Regions from separate parts of the Mus musculus genome. Here regions 1, 3, 4, 5, 6 and 7 are each linked to region 2. The links are chromatin contacts, called in public ChIA-PET and promoter capture Hi-C maps. All regions are on one chromosome and are shown on one strand. The core of a region is the stretch at or near the end of the contact, and the rest is flanking DNA. Distances in the headings are between cores, read along the strand shown. Region 1 holds the start of Zmiz2 (zinc finger, MIZ-type containing 2). Region 2 holds the start of Xbp1 (X-box binding protein 1). Region 3 holds the start of Tmed4 (transmembrane p24 trafficking protein 4). Region 4 holds the start of H2az2 (H2A.Z histone variant 2). Region 5 holds the start of Mtmr3 (myotubularin related protein 3). Region 6 holds the start of Purb (purine rich element binding protein B). Region 7 holds the start of Ap1b1 (adaptor protein complex AP-1, beta 1 subunit).

Evidence for each region. Promoter capture Hi-C pulls out the DNA fragments that hold promoters and counts their contacts. ChIA-PET counts read pairs in DNA pulled down with a chosen protein or histone mark.
Region 1: a contact with region 2 is called in a promoter capture Hi-C map of liver, with 2.7 times the contacts expected there. The contact joins the promoter of Zmiz2 here to the promoter of Xbp1 in region 2. A contact is called at or near these places in 3 of 39 promoter capture datasets (cranial neural crest, liver and pre-B cells).
Region 3: a promoter capture Hi-C map of hippocampal neurons shows a contact between it and region 2, with 7 times the contacts expected there. The contact joins the promoter of Tmed4 here to the promoter of Xbp1 in region 2. A contact is called at or near these places in 8 of 39 promoter capture datasets (3T3-L1-derived adipocytes, cranial neural crest, erythroid cells and 5 more), 1 of 484 Hi-C or Micro-C datasets (erythroblasts), 6 of 115 datasets of contacts at active chromatin or transcription factors (astrocytes, bone marrow-derived macrophages, embryonic hindbrain and 3 more) and 1 of 9 other capture datasets (liver).
Region 4: a promoter capture Hi-C map of pre-B cells shows a contact between it and region 2, with 5 times the contacts expected there. The contact joins the promoter of H2az2 here to the promoter of Xbp1 in region 2. A contact is called at or near these places in 2 of 39 promoter capture datasets (neutrophils and pre-B cells).
Region 5: a contact with region 2 is called in a promoter capture Hi-C map of liver, with 2.6 times the contacts expected there. The contact joins the promoter of Mtmr3 here to the promoter of Xbp1 in region 2. A contact is called at or near these places in 2 of 39 promoter capture datasets (liver and pre-B cells).
Region 6: a promoter capture Hi-C map of neutrophils shows a contact between it and region 2, with 4 times the contacts expected there. The contact joins the promoter of Purb here to the promoter of Xbp1 in region 2. A contact is called at or near these places in 2 of 39 promoter capture datasets (neutrophils and pre-B cells).
Region 7: a contact with region 2 is called in an RNA polymerase II ChIA-PET map of memory CD8 T cells, with 29 read pairs. The contact joins the promoter of Ap1b1 here to the promoter of Xbp1 in region 2. A contact is called at or near these places in 2 of 39 promoter capture datasets (maxillary cranial neural crest and pre-B cells) and 5 of 115 datasets of contacts at active chromatin or transcription factors (astrocytes, bone marrow-derived macrophages, large pre-B cells and 2 more).

The regions. Positions count from the first base shown.
Region 1 is chr11:6,393,703-6,396,402 of GRCm38.p6, reverse strand. It overlaps Zmiz2 (zinc finger, MIZ-type containing 2), which reads right to left and starts at 1,278. Exons shown (of 19, transcript NM_028601.3): 1 at 1,115-1,278; 2 at 725-835; 3 at 531-645; 4 at 1-171. The coding sequence starts at 774.
Region 2 is chr11:5,519,350-5,522,049 of GRCm38.p6, reverse strand. It overlaps Xbp1 (X-box binding protein 1), which reads right to left and starts at 1,409. Exons shown (of 6, transcript NM_001271730.1): 1 at 850-1,409; 2 at 31-127. The coding sequence starts at 1,055.
Region 3 is chr11:6,273,470-6,276,261 of GRCm38.p6, reverse strand. It overlaps Tmed4 (transmembrane p24 trafficking protein 4), which reads left to right and starts at 1,425. Exons shown (of 5, transcript NM_134020.1): 1 at 1,425-1,588; 2 at 1,764-1,864; 3 at 2,029-2,154; 4 at 2,375-2,521. The coding sequence starts at 1,429.
Region 4 is chr11:6,443,120-6,445,855 of GRCm38.p6, reverse strand. H2az2 (H2A.Z histone variant 2) reads left to right here and starts at 1,413. Exons shown (of 5, transcript NM_029938.1): 1 at 1,413-1,519. The coding sequence starts at 1,517. It also overlaps the pseudogene Gm11970.
Region 5 is chr11:4,593,342-4,596,041 of GRCm38.p6, reverse strand. It overlaps Mtmr3 (myotubularin related protein 3), which reads left to right and starts at 1,252. Exons shown (of 19, transcript NM_001373897.1): 1 at 1,252-1,439.
Region 6 is chr11:6,474,707-6,477,406 of GRCm38.p6, reverse strand. Purb (purine rich element binding protein B) reads left to right here and starts at 1,331. Exons shown (of 1, transcript NM_011221.3): 1 at 1,331-2,700. The coding sequence starts at 1,521. The coding sequence ends at 2,495.
Region 7 is chr11:4,985,518-4,988,411 of GRCm38.p6, reverse strand. It overlaps Ap1b1 (adaptor protein complex AP-1, beta 1 subunit), which reads right to left and starts at 1,588. Exons shown (of 21, transcript NM_007454.3): 1 at 1,361-1,588.

The DNA of each region.
Region 1 (2,700 bases), core at 29-2,528, 870 kb before region 2:
CCCTCGGCCATACACGCCTTGCTGTACGTAGCTCTTGCTAGCACCTCCTTCAGCAAACGCCTGCTGTCCCAGGCACTGCGGGGAGGTCAAGGCAGAGCTGCCACCTGCCACACCAGGCATCATGGAACCACCAGGGGGGCTTCCTGCAGGGCCCATGGGGTTCCCTAAAACCTACAAGGAAGTGGGAGTCACCAGAGAGAACCAGCCAAACTACTGTCTTTAAGACACAGCCCTAAAGTGCTAGATGCCAAGAGATGCCCAGCAAATGGGGGAGGACCTGGGTGGCAGGAGTGGTTGTCTATAGTTCTGACTGGAAGGGTCTCTGGAGCCAGGGGAAGACATCCCATGGTAGTACAGAAGAAAGGCACCTAGTGACTTGAGACCCTCAGGAAGCCCCATCCTTGTGCTTCAGACAGTCCGCTTGGTCCCTGGTTCTTGGAGCCCTAAGATGGTAGAGGCACCACCAAGACTCTGGATCCTGAGGGCTGGGGGGTGGGGGTGGGAGTGGGGTGGCCCTGATACACACTCACCTGGCTCTGGGTTGCGTTGCCAACTCCCCACACAGTAGTGACCACAGACAGTGACCCAGCTGGCTGAGTGGCACTTTGTTGCCAAGGCACAGACTCATATGCAAATGAACCATCACTAAAAGAGAGCAGCTGGTTAAGGCAGGGTCAGAAGGCCAAGGGCTTGCTAGAGGCAGGCCACAGAAGCCCACACTCACCCGTGTGGTGCAGGGGGCAGGGCGGGTTTCATGGGGTTCATGGGGTTCATTGGTGATGGAGCAGCCTACAGGCCCAATGTGCTGGAGCTTATCCGGGAGTTGCTGCTCCGGCTGCGGGACAGGAGGGAGAAGGCAGGAGCTTAGATGCTCATGGTAGCACGGACAAAGCCAGGGTAGTAGCGTTGGCAAATGTCAGCCCAGAATGCAGTGCAAAGCAACTCTAACAAGGGCTCTGTCATCTTAAGCCATTGGATCAACCCTGGAAAGGGCTTTCTGATATCAAATACTTCCCACATTCCCTTTCCCATATAAATCATAGGAAGCCAGGAACCCTCAGCAGGCCCTGGAGAAGGTCAGAGGGGTAGCCCCCACCCTGCGGAGCCCAGAGACCTGAGAAGGAGCAGAGCTTGAGTGTTCTTTGAGGCAGATGCTGAAAAGTCAGGCAGCAGATGTACAACGGCAGTCCATCCACCAGGTTGGCCTTAGGGTGGCTGTACCGACACGGCTGACACAGGACACAGGCACTGACCCAGCCCCTGGTTGGCAGCTCTCTCCTATCAAGAGGGTGGCAGAAGGGCTTCAGGTCACAGGACCTTCAAGCTGATCCAGACGACTTGAGGGGAGCAGGCGTGTGTGTGTGTGTGTGTGTGTGTGTGTGTGTGTGTGTGTGCGCGCGCGCGCGTGCGTGCATGTATGCATGCATGTAGGTGCACACACACACACACATACACACACACCCCTGAGACAAATATGACCTTAAGTATATGGTCAAGTGGACATCTTGCCCCCCCCCAAAGACCCATCTGTGACACTTGTGAATTCCCAACATGGCAGTGACACACACAGCACAGCAGGTGTGGGGGGTAGTCACAAAGCCAGACCATGCTAACGCACATCTACAAGATGGGACCAACTGGGCTTCATTCTTAGAAAACCGTAGCAGTGGCTGGTGGACAGGGAGGCAACAGCAGGTAAGAGCAGCGACTGGTACAGAAGACTCCCACTCCTTGCCTTTCTCAGTGCCTCATCCACTCAGGTCCTAATATACCCTGGACCACATGCGTGCCTACCTCTGCTTGGTCTCACCAGAATGGCACACAAGCCATGTGTTGGGCACTTCTCAGGGACCTCTGGGAAGGCCTGGGTGCTCCTGTCTGAAACCCTCTCTTGGTAGGGGCTGTGTGATTGCCACACATACCTTTTGAACCATTATCAGATCTGGTGATTTCCATCTTCCACTCAGCACTCACAAGCCTCTTGTCTAGGGGAGAGAGGGGTATCGCAGCACCCACTCAGCTCTGGAACAAACATTTCTTTGTGCTTACCACTCAGGGCTCAGTACAGACCTGGAGGCTCTGCAGGGCAGGGCTACACACACAAAGCCCCAGAACGGATAAGAGAAAGAGAGAAAAGGGGACTGTGACTTGCCCTTGCCTGGGCAGCCTTAGGCTCCCAGAGATCCTTCTCACACCCAGCACCAGGCTACCAGGGAAGAGAAACCTCATCCACCTCATCCACAGGCTCTGTCCCCTGGCCCTCAGAGGCAACTACACTTGATTCTAGCCCAGGCCAGGTCCTGCCTAGGCAGCTGGAGACAGAATGTGCCAGACTGGCAGCAGAGGCTGGCATCTATGTTGCTCCTGCTGGATCCTGGCAGCTGACCTGGTGGGAAGAACTCCTCCCAAGATCTGACATGTGGGGTCTGGAACAACCATGTGGATGTCAGGAAATAGGAACAGGAATCAAGACAAAAGCACGACTTAATGGAAAAGAGAAGAGATGGGAAAATAGCCACACAAATACTCCCAGAGACACCAAAGCAATTCAGTGGAGGAAGGACATCTCTAACAAGTGGTACACGAGCAACTAGAGCCTACCAGTAAACAAAAAACTTCAGACACAAAATATGACGGGGGTGGGAGCATCTCTAGATGTAGCTTAATGGCAGAGCACTTGCCCTGTGTGCTTACACACGT
Region 2 (2,700 bases), core at 160-2,659:
GGATGAAAGCATGGCCTGAAGTCCCTTTACCTCTTCTTCCAAATCCACCACTTGCTGCTCCAGCTCGCTCATCCGGGCTTTCTTTCTATCTCGAGCAGTCTGCGCTGCTACTCTGTTTTTCAGTTTCCTTGGGGAGGAGACAGGGAACATAACTGAGTCATCTCCAGCTTTCATGTGTCTTCATTTGTAGACGTGGCCAGCTGGTGCTTTCGTTGACTTTACAGAATAAGGCTTAGCAAGTAAACACGCTTAAAGCTCCTATCAAAACGCACACGCACACGCATACACACGCTGCTTTCTATCCACAGGCCTTGAAGACTTGCTTGATTCTCTCCCGTGCGGCTGTCCACCCGGATCTCATTTTACCACCGGGCTGATACATTCCCGTTGCGTCATATGCTTCTTCCCTCCTCCCCCGCTACTTTCTGGGTCCAATTCCGTCCCACAGGCTCCTTGCTAGAGCGATATCCGTGAAGGCGGCGGGGACGCTACCAACTGTCCCTCCCCAAGCCAAACTCTCGGGATGCCGGACGCTGTGGACTCGGTTCCCAGGGTGGGGTTCCCAAGTGGCTGCAATGACAGCTGGAGCGGTTCCTACCCTACGACCACAAAGAGCGAGCATTTACAGAGGACTGGGCGTCGGGCACCTTCTTCTGTGCCTGTGTCGGGAGCTCCTGCACACACCCCCGACGCAGACCTTCGGAGGGGCATCCCCCTCAGCTCCGCTTCCCAGGTTAGACACTAGAGGTGAATCTAACCCACCGTACGGAGCCCACCAGCTGGCACACACGAGAGAGTCCCAATCCCAGTCCTGCCGCCCCGCGCCCCAGCCTTGCCCGCCGGGCCCACCTCCGCAGCGCTTTCTCCTCCGGGCTCAGGTGCGTGAGCCGCTGCCGCTTGCGAGCCTGCGGTGTCCCGCTCGCCTCCGACCCTGCTGCCCGCGGACCGGGTACCATGAGCGGCAGCGCCCGGCCGCCGGAGGCGGGCTGGCCAGATAAGAGTAGCACTTTGGGGGCCGCCGTGGCCGCGCTCGGCGCCGCTGCCACCACCACCATAGCCAGGAAACGTCTACGCCAGCGCCGCCACCGCCCCGTGGCCTCCTGCCGCGCCCAGCCTTTCTAGGGTCGTGGCCGTCCGCGATTGGCCGGTGCTCCGTGACGCGCGGGTATATTCATCACTTATTGGTCCTGTAGTCCCGGGGGCGGGCTCAACTCGGGCGGGGTGAGTGTCCAGCGTGGCTGCACAGCTGTTCTCCGCCGTGCAAACTGGGCCTTAGGGTGGATGGACGGTGGCGACCACTGGTTGCTGGAGTCCAAGGATCTTCGGCAGACGTCCCCACCCCGGCTGAGGATTGCCAGGCTGTCCTCTCAGGCCAGATTTCCAGACCGAGTCTCACGGTTTTACCCTAGCCCGACCCCATTTTAATGTCCGGCGCTACGTCCCCCGTCCCGTCCCCCCCCCCCCCCCACTTCCCAGTACAGCAGAAAATTGAACTGGTGGCATATCCGGCTTAGGGTTAGCGGACACACACACACACCTGGGAAATTTTCACAAAATGAGTCTTTAGAAAATGAGATGATTGCAAAACTAAATGTAGCAGGGTAGTACTCACTTGTAATCTCAGCACTTTATTGCCAGTTTGAGAGCAGCCTGGGCTACATAGGGAGGTCTAGCTAGGCCAGCTGGGGCTATAGATCAAACCCTATTTCATATAAATTAATTGATATAAATTAATAACTTTAAAAGAAAACACTAGAGCCTTGGCTAGCATGTAGTAAGGGATTAGTAAATAAAGTCTGCATAGTGAGAATACATGTGGTTTCGTTTTTCTTCTTATTTCTGATCTCTTCTGGTATGAGCTTTTATCACTGTTGTCTTTGTTTTGCTGTGCTGGAGCCAGACCCCAGAACCTAATGCTCTAGCACTCCACTATTCCCCTTTACTGTGGAACTAGAGATACCACTGAGCTATATATACCTCCAGACTTTAGTATTCCTTTCATTAGGGAATGGGAGTGAGGAGGGGGTGGAAATAGGTTTCAGGGGATGGGATGGGGTGGGGGAGAGTGTACTCTTCTATTGCTTTCCGCCTTATAAGAGTCAGTGCACTTGAAGCTTGCCCCTGAGGCTATGCTGGCTGGCCATTACACCTCCATGGTCTGCTTGTCTCTGCTCTCTGCCACTGGGGTTACGATCAGGCTCAGCCTTGCCAACCTTTCACCTGGGTGCTGGGCGTTTTTCACCTACACAGCCACCCCTACATTAGTATTTTTTTTCCTTTTCCTATTTCCAATAATTTATTTTTTATTCACTTTATATCCCAATCATAGCCCCCTCTTCCTAGTCCCACCCTTACAAATCCCCCCCCCCCATTGCTCCCTCCCCTTCTCCTTAGAGAATACCTCTTTGATACCACCCTACCCTGGGACATCTAGTCTCAGCAGGACTAGGTACAACATCTCCCATTGAGGCCCAACCAGGCAGTCCAGGGAGGCGGAGGGGATCCAATGGCAGGGAACAGAGACCAAGATAGCTCCACTCCACTTGTTAGGGGACCCACATACAGACCAGGCTGCACGTTTGCTACAGATGGGGGTGGGGGGGATAAGTTCAGCTCCTGTAGGTTTCCTTGTCAGTGGCCCAGGCTCTGTGAGCCCCCATGGTCCCAGGTTAGTTGACTCTGTATGTCTCCTTGGGGCAT
Region 3 (2,792 bases), core at 176-2,675, 750 kb before region 2:
ACATCCCCCAGCATTCAGCTCAGCTGGGTCTCTGCTGCTATTCATTTCCTTGGTTCATTTGGACCTAGTCCTGAACTTCGTATTCATGGTCCTGTGATCCTGCATTTCAGTTCTGCTTCTGCTTGGTTCAACTCTATGTCTCTCAGCTCTGAAATCTTCAACAACAGCTCTGTGATTAGTTCAGTTAATCTAACAGAACTACCACAGTGCCTATTGGCTCTATGCCTCTGCCTCCCATTAAGACCTCTTTGAACTCCTTGAACTATGTTGCATCCTTTTAAACCTTTTTGTAAGGCTTCTCTAACACACACACACACACACACACACACACACACACACACACACACACACAGTCCTAGCTTGCTTTCTGTTGCTCTGATAAACACCACGACCAAAAGCAGAATGGGAGGAAAGCGTTTATTGGTTTCTGGGTTACAATCCATACCGAAAGAAGCCAGGGCAGGAACCCGTGGCAGGAATGTGGAGGCAGAAACTGAAGCAGCAGCTATGGAGAAGTGCTGCCTACTGGCTTGCCTCTGGCTTGCCTCTGGCTTTCTCAGCTACTTTTACTATACGACCCAGGACCATCTGCCCAGGGATGCTACCACCCATAGTGGGTTAGGCCCTCTATCAACTAACAACCAAGAAAATGCCCCATAGACAAGCTCACAAGCTAGTCCAATGGAGGCCAGTCCTCAGTTGAGGTTCCCTCTTCCCTGTTGTGTCAAGTTGACAGTCAATGCTAGGTCATACACATAGACATAATCACTATATGATATATAATGTATGACTTGATAGTAATTAAAACTGGATAAAAGAACCTGTTTCAGTTGGCGGTAGCTCAGTTGGTAGAGTGCTTGGCCAGCTTGCAAGAAGCTCCATCCTCAGCACCCAGCAGCGTCAGGTGTGATAATACACTGCTCAGGAGGCTGTGTAAACTAAGCTATCTTTGAATTTATTGTGACTCAATAAGTCCTGCAGTTGTGAAATGACACAATGTGTTCTCTTCTGTAGGGTGCTCAAAAGAAAGGTTTATTTTACTTCAGGTGCTGGGGACCAGAAGAACTCACGCTGTTCAGGTTAACCATCTCAAGTCGCCTAGCACCCTTCCCCGAAAAGTACGCTTGCTTCTCCTTACACAGAGCACAGGCGCAGAGAGGTGCCTAACAAGGGCAATCAAGCCTAAAGACAAGGGACAGAAGCCCTGGGCAGCTTCATTGGGCCGGCCTTTTCTCTCTGTAAGGCTAGTTTACGCTAGGGGACGCTCGGGCGCAGAACAATGCAAGCTTGGGGTCGGGTGTACAGCGGACCGGGTTTCGAAAGGGAGCTGAGGGACTGCGACACTGCGCAGGCGCATGTTCCGTTTCCAAGCGGGTGCGCAAACGCTGAGCAGTGCGCAAGTGTGCGCATGTGCAAGGTTGAGGCGCAATGGCAGGTGTTGGGGTCGGACCGCTGCAGGGGATGGTGCGATTTGGGCTGCTGGTGCTTACTGTGTGTGCTGCGTGTGCCCGTGGGCTCTATTTCCACATCGGCGAGACTGAGAAGCGCTGCTTCATCGAGGAAATACCCGACGAGACCATGGTCATCGGTCAGGGGGCTGAGGGTGGAGAGGCCCTTTGTTTTCAGCTGGCCCTTGGAAGCACCCCTCCTTCCCTGTCAGCTCGACCCCATCCCGAGGGTGCCTTGAGGGCACCAGCTCCCCTGCACAGTGCCCTGGGGCCACCTCCTGGGGGCTAGGTTGTGACTGTGTGTCTACTCTGCAGGCAACTATCGAACTCAGATGTGGGACAAACAGAAAGAGGTGTTCCTGCCGTCGACCCCCGGCCTGGGCATGCATGTAGAGGTGAAGGACCCGGACGGCAAGGTAAACCCCCACCACCTCGCTAAAAAGGTTCTAGCTGGCGCCAGCTGTCCGTTAATGTCTTTATGGGATGGAAAATACCGCCGTGGTCCTGAGAAAGTCCCCAGGTACCAGGTCCCGCATTTTAAGAGATCGTTGTAAAATTGGGGCTTGATGCGTGTTTGCAGGTTGTACTGTCCCGGCAATACGGCTCCGAGGGCCGTTTCACGTTCACATCCCACACACCCGGTGACCATCAGATTTGTCTTCACTCCAACTCCACCAGAATGGCTCTCTTCGCTGGAGGCAAACTGGTAAGAGGCTCATCAGCCTTAGAGTTTCTCACTTGATACCAAGGTTGATTTCTTGCTGTCTTTTCTTTTTTCTTTTAACTTTGCCTTTCTGGGGGCAGCAAGTGGGTACAGTTAGAACTGGATGTCCTTCTTCCTCATTCAGCCAGAGACAAGAATCAGACTCCATAGCGGTAACAGACGGTGGGTGGCACCCCCGTCATTTCGTCCTGTTTCCTTGTAGCGTGTACACTTGGACATCCAGGTTGGAGAGCATGCCAACAACTACCCCGAGATCGCTGCTAAGGATAAGTTAACAGAGCTCCAGCTTCGAGCTCGCCAGTTGCTTGACCAGGTGGAACAGATCCAGAAGGAGCAGGATTATCAGAGGGTAAGGGACTTGAACTTGGAGGCTGTACTTGACCTTTAAACCCACTGTGCAACGTGGCTGCTGGGGACTTCTCTACTCGGGAATGTGGGAGTTACCAGTCAGTCTACATAGGTGAGGTTTGGGTTTGCTTTTCTTTCCTCGATTTCTGTATATGTCTACAGTGGCAGGGTTGGACGTTAGGCAAGCTCTCTACCATTGAGCCACACCTCCAGTCATGTGTGTGTGTCTGTATTATATATCCGTATATAAAATGTATTATATTTATTTTAAT
Region 4 (2,736 bases), core at 164-2,663, 920 kb before region 2:
ATTCCACTCACAGTTGTCCATATCTTCATATCTTTTTTTAAAAGATTATGTGTGTGTGTGTATACACTTGCTATACTCCAGACACACCAGAAGAGGGCAACAGACCCAATTACAGATGGTTGTGAGCCACCATGTTGTTGAGAATTGAACTCAGGACCTCTGGACAAGCAGTCAGTGAACCACTGAACCACCGCTCCAGCCCCATGTTTGTTTGTTTTTGAGAAAGGGTTTCTTTGTGTAGTCCTGGCTGTCTTGGAACTTGCTTTGTAGACCAGGCTGGCCTGGAACGCAAAAATCCACCTGCCTCTGCCTCCTGAGTGCTCGGATCAAAGACGTCACCCCACCCCACCCCACCCACTCCCCTCAAGTACTTGTCCATATATTTAAATGAATAATTCATTTAGAAGTTCATCCCTTCCTCGTTTAGCATTAAAATTATTTTTTCATAAAGACCTGCTCCAAGTTGCTTCTTCTGATGGAGGTTGATCTCAGAGCTATAGTCCCTGTCAAAAGAAACAATTCAAATTTTGAGACAGGTATTGTCTAGCTGGAGATAAATTTCTAAAACAATGGCTTGGAAAAATCCTACCACAAGAACGAAGTCTCAATACAACAACAAACAAACAACAACAAAAACCGTAGAAAACTATTTTGCTCACAACTAACTCCTACAACTGGTCTGTGCTTCCTAATGGGAAAAAAATTAAGCTTTGAAGCTGGAACCAGAACAAAGTCTAAGACTTCTGATGAAGGCTGTATGCAAATGACTACATTCACCTAAGTGCGTTTCTCTAGCTGAGAAATGGATGTGGCTCTCCCAAATCTCCCGGGCTCATTGATGATCACAAAAATAATAAAACCTTTTAAAGTTGTGTGAATGGGTTGGCGATAGCTAGAGAATTTAACTAGGTGCGGACTACGATATACACTTATTCCTAAATTTTCACAATAGCTTTTGCACAAAGGTAACTCTACTTTAGACATTTGACCCTGTGCTACCTAAACGTTCCCCTTAAACTTGTTGCAATTGAAGAAAAACAAAGCAAAGAAGTCCTGGCGGGCTCTGAAATGGGCGGGAAAGGCACAGCTGTGCCGAATCGCTCCAGTCTATTGGTTCACCGAGCTGTTGTTCCCAGCCTCCCGCCCCCGTGCGGCCGACAATGTTTTCATTGGCTTTCCTCCTCTCTCATTGGTTCATTCTTCTGTTCATCAGAAGTCCGCGCAAGGAGAGCGGCGGAGAGAGTGTCAATGTTTGGTCGGAGGGCCCACCTCCAAGGGCCGTGTGCAAAAAACAAACAGCGGTTAGGGAGGCGGCACCGGGAGGGCGGAGTTATGGCTAGAAGGAAGCGTACAATTGGCCGGCCGCCGAGGTTCAAACGAACAACGTGAGCGGCTATTGGTGGAGGCGGCGCGAGGCGGGCCCCGGGCATTGTCCCGCTCTGGCTGCGGCGGTCCGACTGCGAGAGCGGCGGCGGCGGCGGCGCGGGGCTGCAGTGGGCGTCGCGCGGCCGAGACCATGGTGAGTGCGGGGTCGCGCGTGGAGTGGGCGCGCAGAAGCCCCGGACGGCTGCTCCACCTGGGGGATCGGGAGTGGGCGGTGTCGCGCTTCGGAGCCGGAGTGCCCGCTGTTCCGGACTCCGCCGGGGGTTGGGGGGGCGCGCCGGACGCGGGAGGCAGAAGCAGGGGGGCGGGTGCTGCGCCGCACAGAGGAGGTCCGGCTGTAGCCCTGCGAGTTCTGAGGCTTCGGCTCAGGGTTACGTAATGCCCCCCGCTGAGGATCGGAGGAGTTCTGATCCTGCCCACCAGAACCGCTCGCCTCGTCAGCGGCTTGCCGGTTATTCTTTGGAATAGAAGTTTATTTACTTGGCTTCATCTTAAAGTATCTTTTCATTCTGTAGTTTAGATCTAGTTGAAAGTGACTTCTAAAGAAAGAAAGTGAGTAAAACTTTAGCCCCATTCTGAAATTGAGGGGAAAGTCCTAAAACCAATCGAGACCTATGTGTTTCACCAAGATTAAGGGGAGTGACGCTCTCTTTTTGGAATTATATTTCTGTCGGTATCCTGCTTGAAATATGCTTTCGCTGTTATAGAAATAGTAAGCCTTCCCAAGAAGGACTCTCTGCATGCACTTAGAGATTAGTTAAGGAAAAGCTCTTTATCTTTTCTTTGACGCTTGTCTGGCTGGGCTAAGACTCAAGCAAGAGCCTGCCTCCAACTGAAGAGCTTACTAATTTATGTACATTTTAGATGTGTGCATTCCACAGACTCTGTTATCCTGACATCTCTTTTGAGGTCCCAGGTTACACTTTGAACAATTTAAGCAGAGACAGGAGATTGCAAGTCTGACCGCTGAAGTGGATAGATTTATACATATTACTACATATGGCTAGGAGTATTTTTAAGTATGCCACTGTTCTTTTTCAAAGTTATTACCGAGGGTCATCATACCTACCTTGCAGAATTACAAGCTGGTTTATCTTTATCTGGGCCTAACTGCTGGTCATAGATCAGTTCTGTCTCCTTTGTCACGGGAATGAGTCTGATTGGGTGGCCCATCCTGGTGAACAGTTGTCTCCTAACATCCTAAGTTCCATGTTTTTAATTTGCAGGCCTGCTTAGCATACTGCTTATCTTCGAGGGGTTTGAGAGGCGGTCCACCTTTAGCTAAATTTCACTTGGGCCAATGTTTCCTGAGCAAATCTATTACTAAATCCATTGTAACATCAGTTTTATTAC
Region 5 (2,700 bases), core at 3-2,502, 930 kb after region 2:
AGTGCCTTCCTTGACCTTCCTTGAGATTCTGTGATGTGGTGGGTAGCCCAGAGAGTAATAGGACAGTTTGTGTTGTTATCTGGGCCTGGGTTTGAAGTTTAAGTTAAATTCAACTTATTCTGGGTTTTACTTTTTTTTTGTTTGTAAAATAAAGATAGGCCTGACCATTTATGAAGATTCAACTAGATAAATATAAACACTTGCTCTTCCATAATTAGGAGATTTGTCTGGCTATTGTGTTGTGCAATTTTAGGTTCTGGAGACATAATGACAAATAAGACAGCATCCTTTTTTTCTAATTATTCTTAAACTCCAGTGGGGGCAGAGAGGCAATAATGTTGAATACAAAGAAACAAATAATGGGGGGGGGGAGATAAACAATTTAACAAATACAGGGATAAATTTCATTTACTTGTCTTCTGATAAAAAATCAAGGTCATGTTAAAATTCATCTAAGGAAGTGAAATATCTTTGAGGATTTGTTAGGACCTAAGCCAGTAGATCTCAACCTTTAAACGCTGTGACTTTAATATAGTTCCTCACGTATGCTGACTCCCAACTTACTTTCCTCGCTAATTTATAACTGTAATTTTCTACTACCATGAATCATAATGTAAATATCTGAGGTTCAGGATATTTGAGACCCCGAGGACTGCTGACCTAAAATAAGGTATTACAGTGTTAGACTATGGGGCTCTTCTGGAGGCCAGTCAAAGTAGGGATTCTTTTCCCCCTTGCTTTTCTTTGAGCACTGAGGTTTTTTTTATTAGGAGCTGGCGTTGAGGCAGTTTGAACTTGTATTCTGGGCATAACTTATAGCACACTATATTTACATGCACGGTATTAAGTTAGTTTTATATTGACTATACTTGCTGGGGATATAATATCACTACTGTTCTTAGTTTTAATAGAAAGTAGAGTAAGCTGAAGTGCTGTCTTGGTCCATTAAGTTGGAAAAGAAGCCTGAAAAATCTTTCTAAACCTTGTTTTTCTTTTTCTTAATTCGTAACGGTTTATTTATTCACTTCTCATTTTTCTTTTCTTCCTCCTGACGCTTCTCTGCAGCCACAGTCTGGTGACTTGCAGCCCCGCCCACATCCTGGGGCGTGACCAACGAGCCAGGCCCCGCCCTCGCCCATCCCGTGACGGCCAGTCTTCCCCCCCGCCCCCCATCCCACAGCGGACAGCGCGCCGGAGCGTGCGCGCGCGCCCCCGCTCTCAGCTCCGATCGGTCTCGGGAGCGCGCTCTGTGTGGCCGCTGCCGCCATGTTGTTGTGGTTGTGAGAAGGCGGCGGCGGCAGCGGCGGCGGCGGCGGCGGAGCAGCCGGCGGAGACGCTCCAGCGGCCCAGGCGCTGGCCCCCGCCGACCCTGGCTGGCAGCCTCCTGGGGTGGCGGAGGAGGCCCTGCGGTGGCGGGCCTCGCCATGTCCTGCCGCCTGGTAAGAAGCCCACCCTCCGGCTCTGGTGGCGAGGAGGTGCTGGAGGAGGGGCGGACCTGGGCCGAGTGCGGCGGCTGTCACCGGCCGGGGAGGCGGCGGCGGGCCGAGGGCTGGGTTGGCCGCGGCCTCCCGGGGCAAGCTCTCAGAATGGAGCACCGAGGCCCGGTCGGGCGAGTCGGGGGAGGCGGGGTCGCCGAGCTCGGCGGCCATCCTGAACCTGGCGGTGGGTAACACTCGGAGTGTTGGGAGCTGCGGCTGGGGCGCCCTGGAAAACGCTCCCGGGCCTCCGGGAGGTGAGCGTGTGGCCCGAGGCCCTGGTCGAGACCGTGGGAGTCCTTAGTGGCGAGAGGCCGGAGGTCGTGCTGTTGGAAACCACGGGCGAGCTGTGCGGGCCTCAGCCTAACTGCAGCAGGGCATCCTCCTGACCTGGTAGTGCTTGAAGGGGAACGAAGGTCCAGGGGTGGTTGGAGGAGCTCGGGGAACACTGCTCAAGTAGCTCTGCAAAAGATCAGTATTATTTCTTGGGTTGAAATTGTACTGGATGTATTGCATTTCATGACCCAAGATGGTATTGTTGGGGCCAGAAAACTTATTTCAAAAATTGGAAGTAGAGTTTGCACACTCTGTTAGGCCACCAGGAGTCAGATCATCTCACTTGTGAGTTTTACACACAGGTTTCTGTTAGATATTAATGTTCAGTCATTGTCAGAATGAAGTTTACGTTTTTATTCTTCTTACTATCTTGACATCCACTTGGCTTTTTGACATTTAGGGTCTTTTTTTTTTTTTTTTTTGTATTAAAAGTGCATGTGTTCTTGTAGTGGAGGCTCAGCCTCGTTCCTCTTGTGAACAGTGAGCCGTCAGAAGTTACGATTGAATGGTAGATGGTTCTGTATCAAAATGATCTTGTTTGTGGGGATGTGAAGGAGGCCTTCTTTGAGATTCTGCAATGTTTCTGTGTTTTTTACTTGGAAACCAAATAACATGCGTTGATGGCCAGTGAAAGACTTCTTTTCCATGCTTGACTGAGTAGAAGAGTTTACAGAATGACACCGTTGTGGGTAAACACTATGCAATATGTTATTAAACTAAATTTGGAAGCTTCTAGAAGGTTAGAGTGATTGCCTATGAAGACATATTTCACCCCTACCATTTTTACTTTTTAGGTAACTGTGAGCAGCATAATGAATTTGTTCACAAGGCATCAGAACACATTTTATCAAATTAAATGTTGTATAGCTGAACGTATGTCCAAAAACCT
Region 6 (2,700 bases), core at 82-2,581, 960 kb before region 2:
ATTTCAGATAAACATAGTCCTATACTTAAAAATCAAACCATAAAACCACTCAAAAATATGTCCTTACTAAAAAATTACAAGAGAAGACTCTAGGCTTAGATGCAAATGAAATTTCAGCGGAAACAAAATAACAAAGCTGGCCCATCAGGCAGAATACAGGCTAGAGGGGCGGTTAACTGCTCATCACACAAGCATTAAGACACAAGCTTGAAAACCTAGCAGCTGCATAAAAGAGCAGGGTGCAGCAGGGGGTGGGGGTGGGGGATCCCTAGGGCTCACTGACAGCCAGTTTAGATCAATTCAGTGAGCTCTAAGTTCAGCCAGAGACCCACTCACAAAAAATACGGTGGAGAGTAACACAAACACTCTATTTCCGGCCTCCACATACACGTACATGTATAGCCACACAGAAACAAATTTAAAACACTTTAGGGCTGGAGAGATGGCTCAGTGGGTAAGAGCACCCGACTGAAGGTCCAGAGTTCAAATCCCAGCAACCACATGGTGGCTCACAACCATCCGTAACAAGATCTGACTCCCTCTTCTGGTGTGTCTGAAGACAGCTTCAGTGTACTTACATATAATAATAAATAAATCTTTAAAAAAAAAAAAACAACACTTTAGAGGAACCTGGTTAACGAATATTAAACTGATGCAAGAACTCAAGTTTAAGCCAATATAGCTTAGTGAGATCCTATCATTAAAAACACCCAATTGTAAAAAAAAAAAAAACCCAAAAGTTATTTGTGTGAACTCCATTCAGGGAGTTTATAAAATAAGATGGTATTCTGGTTTCTTTGTTTTAGAAACACGGGCTTATTTACTGAAGGATTGCTAGATCCAATCGTTAGGAGTCCGACTTAATCAGTGTACTCGTCCCTGAGGATTAATAATCTAGTAGCATTAGTGAGAAGTAGGATCTCACTGGAGAAAACAGGTTACTGGGGTATGCTCTGGAAAGATCCCTAGCCCCTGGCCCTTTCCTGTCTCTCTGCTTTCCCAGGCGCCAGGAGGTGATTGGCTCCACTGTTGAATAATTCATGTGCTTCTCGGCAAAACGTTCTGCCTTCCCACAGCCCCAAAGCAACAGAGTCATCTAGTCACACACTAAACCCTCTGAAACCGGGAGCGTCAGTAAAGCATCAAGAAAGAGGACCCCAAAACCAGCGGACAGAAACATAGGCTCGCCCGGGGTAGCCGCAGAACGCCTTGCCGGCGCGGCCAGCGACGTCACCTCTGCGCCCCGCCGGCGTGGTGTGTGTGGGTCTTCCGGCCGGGAGGCGGCGGCGGGCGGGGCGGAGTGACGTCACGGGAGGCGCGCGCCGGAAGCGGGCCGTGCCGCACGGAAGCCGCGGGGGCGGGGCGCGGAGGCGATGGGGGGCGGCGGCGACCGGCGATGAGCGGCGGGCGCGCGTGAGGAGCCGGCGGGCGAGGCTGGGGGGCCCCGGAGCGCGAGCCGCAGGGCGGAGGGCGGGGGCGCGAGCGCAGCGGGCGGCGGCGGCGAGGCGGCGGCCGAGAAGATGGCGGACGGCGACAGCGGCAGCGAGCGCGGCGGTGGCGGCGGCGGCGGCGGCGGGCCCGGCGGCTTCCAGCCCGCGCCCCGCGGCGGCGGCGGCGGCGGTGGCGGGCCGGGCGGCGAGCAGGAGACGCAGGAGCTGGCCTCGAAGCGGCTGGACATCCAGAACAAGCGCTTCTACCTGGACGTGAAGCAGAACGCCAAGGGCCGCTTCCTCAAGATCGCCGAGGTGGGCGCGGGCGGCTCCAAGAGCCGCCTCACGCTGTCGATGGCGGTGGCCGCCGAGTTCCGCGACTCGCTGGGCGACTTCATCGAGCACTACGCGCAGCTGGGTCCCAGCAGCCCCGAGCAGCTGGCGGCGGGCGCCGAGGAGGGCGGCGGGCCGCGCCGCGCGCTCAAGAGCGAGTTCCTGGTGCGCGAGAACCGCAAGTACTACCTGGACCTCAAGGAGAACCAGCGCGGCCGCTTCCTGCGCATCCGCCAGACGGTGAACCGCGGCGGCGGCGGCTTCGGCGGGGGGCCCGGGCCCGGCGGCCTGCAGAGCGGCCAGACCATCGCGCTGCCCGCGCAGGGCCTCATCGAGTTCCGCGACGCGCTCGCCAAGCTCATCGACGACTACGGGGGCGACGAGGACGAGCTGGCCGGCGGCCCGGGAGGCGGCGCCGGCGGCCCCGGGGGCGGCCTGTACGGAGAGCTCCCGGAGGGCACCTCCATCACCGTGGACTCGAAGCGCTTCTTCTTCGACGTCGGCTGCAACAAGTACGGGGTGTTCCTGCGAGTGAGCGAGGTGAAGCCGTCCTACCGCAATGCCATCACCGTGCCCTTCAAGGCCTGGGGCAAGTTTGGAGGCGCCTTCTGTCGGTATGCAGATGAAATGAAAGAGATCCAGGAGCGACAGAGGGATAAGCTTTACGAGCGACGCGGCGGGGGCAGCGGTGGCGGCGACGAGTCGGAGGGTGAGGAAGTGGATGAGGATTGAAGCAGGCAGCTTCCCGTACCGGCCTCCCCCAACCCCACCACCATCCCCTTGGCTAGAGAGCGCCCTTTCCTTCTCGTCCCCAGTGAGCTAGTGGAGAGGGATCAGGGGAGGCCGCAGACGAAGAAAACAAAAAAAAAAATAAAATAATATAGTTAAGAGAAATAACCATAAGAAAACAGTCACAGACAATTAGAGAAAAGCAGTT
Region 7 (2,894 bases), core at 339-2,838, 530 kb after region 2:
GCAAAAGGGCTGCTATGAATTCAAGACACATGAGATATCCTGGCCAGACTGGGACAGAGTGAGACTGGAAAAAAAAAAGGCAATTAATGTAACATTTTTACTTACTACTTTTTTCCAAAAGAGCAAGGAAACTTTCACAGGCTCATTTCAGTTCCTTGCACTCAAGAGGAAGTAGGAAGATAGTAAGTCTCTCTTGTGTTGCTGTCAGGGAAACTAAGGTATAAGGAAGGAGCAACAAAATGTCTCTAAAGGAAAAGAGGCTCACACCCCAGGTACCAAGTCGCCTTCCCATCTCCCACGCAGACCAGTCATCCCAGGCACCATGACAGGCCAAAGGCCATCCTGTGGGCCTGTTCCCCTAGAACCTAGGACCAAAAGATCCCCCAAGGGGCCCCGTTGTTCCCCTCTTTACTGCAAAACGAATAAAGTGCAAACGGGATGAAGGGGTTGTCTGGATATCAATTCCAAGAATAGCCCAATAGGCAGGAAGACCTGAGAGCCAAAACACTGACAAAAACAACCTGGCCGAACAGCCTCCTAAGTTGAAAGTGTATCAACAGCTCCTCCTAAACATCGGATCAGACGACAGGTGAGAAGGCTGCATCCTGACACCAACTCACACAATATATTGGCGACAATATATCAAGTCACTTCTAGACCCCAAGCCAGCTCCAGGTGCCTTTCTCCCCGAGCTTTGAAGGTCTCTGGAGACCTACATAGGAAGCCTGATTTTGCCTCTACTACTCGAATGACCTTCCGTGTGTCATTTAACCTCCCGTGCCTCGGTGTCCTCGCGAGTGAGAGGGGGAAAGCAACAGTAGCTACCTTACAGAGGCAGCTGTGAGCTCAGTACACAAAGTGCTTAGCACAGAGGTTCGAAGTCAGGAAGGGCTGGAGAACCAGTGACAAGACATTCTTGTGGTGTTAGAACTAAGACAAGTGCTCCCATTCTGTCAACGTGTCCCTGAGGATCCAAAGGACGAGGGGCGGGTGGCAGAAGGCCATTTCTAGATGTTTGCCCCGTTTTGGGGGGGCGGCGGCTAAGAGATAAGGCCCTGAACGAGGAGGCCTGAGGTTGGCCGAGGAGTGGGAAGGGACAAGCAGGGCGCAGGGGAGGCCTAAGTGCAGGAGTCTCTCCGAACCGGACTGCGGACCTGAAATGACGGACGGCTTGACGCCGGGCCGCCAAGCCGTCGGGAATGAATGAGCACGCAGGCCTTTCACCTTCGCCCTCTCGCGGCTCGCAACCCTCCAGCGCAGCGTCCTCTCCGTGACCTCTGACCTCGCAGACCCCCCCCACTCCTCGGACCCCTTCGGGTTTGTTTGTTTTCCTATCTCGCCGGGCTGCCTTTTTCCTCACCCACAAATCCAAACGGCTCCGGGTGCCGCGGCTCGGCTCGCTTCAGCAGCAAAATGTCCGCAGCCTCCGCCTCCCTCTCCTCCGGTGCGTCGCAGCAGCCGGCGGCTCCAAGCTCCACGGCTGTCACCTGCCGAGCGGAAGTAAGAGGCCCGTGCGCGGAACTTCCGGTGGACGCACACCCCGGGGGCGGGGTCGAGGGTGCAACCTGGCGGGAGGGGCTGGGGACCTGTTGGGCGGGGCCTGTGTGGGAAGGGCGGGGCCTTAGCAGAGCCGGCTTTTATGAGAATTGAGGGCCTGGGCGGGCCAAGCGGCTAAGTTCAGGCTGGGATACCCTTGCTCAGAATCCCTGGCCAGGCTCCCTCTCAAACACCATGGAATCGAAAGGGTCTTGGAAGACTTTAAAGTTCATCTCTTTCTGAGTTACAGATGGGAAGACTGAGGCCAACGTTGTCTTAGGAAAAGGGAAAGTCGGAGCTACAAATCTGATCAGCTGCTGGACTGCGCCTGTCTGCTAGGCTAAAACGAGACTTTTTCTGCTGCCCTTGGAAAATTCATTGTTCTAAAAGGAAAACATAAGCTACGTCCAAGACTTCTTATCCAAGGGATACTTCACAGTGAGACCTCAACTGATACAGCCATTTCATTCCTGACTTTGGTCCTATTAATTTTCTCTTTCTAATAGATAACTTGTGTTCATCCCCTTTAAAACATTATAAAACTTCTATTCTAGCATTTTTATTAAACCAATAATATCTGCATTGCAGAAAAAAAGAAATATATTAGTGGGGGCTGGAGAGATGGCTCAGTGATTAAGAACACTGGCTGGTCTTCCAGAGGACCTGAGTTCAGTTCCCAGCAACCACACTGTGGCTTACAACCATCTGTAATGGGATCCCATGCCTTCTTCTAGTGTGTCTGAAGACAGCGACAGTGTTGTACTCATACACACAAAATAAATAATTCTTTTTAAAAAAAAAAGAAATATATTAGTAAGGAAAAAAGGCAAAACCAAAACACGTAGGCTCCTGAGAAAATCGTTTTTTAACACTTGGTTATCCTCCTAGATGTAATATGTCTGCCTTTTTATTTTATTATTTGTGTGTTATTGATTTGAGACAAGCTCTTGCTGTGTAACCCAAGCCAGCCCCATTGTTGAGCTCACAGTGATGTACTATCATGCCTGGTCTATGTAGTGCTGGGATCTAACTCAGAGCTTTTACATCCTATGCAAGCACTCTAACAACTGAATCGCTGTCACCTTGGCTGACCTGGAAACTGAAAAACCAAGCAGAAGTCTGCCTGCCTCTGTCTCACAGTGTTGGGTTTAAAGGTGTGCACAACCACACCCAGCTGTTTTTACATTCTTTAAAGTTTTGTCATAATATAATTATGACAAATTGATAAAATAGTTATGGCAAATTGATAAAATAGACAAAATAGAATTCCAGATGCTGGGGTGAAGAGATGGTTCAGCAGTTAAAAACACTGGCTGCTCTTCCAGATAACAGGGGTTCATTCCCAGAACCCACATGGC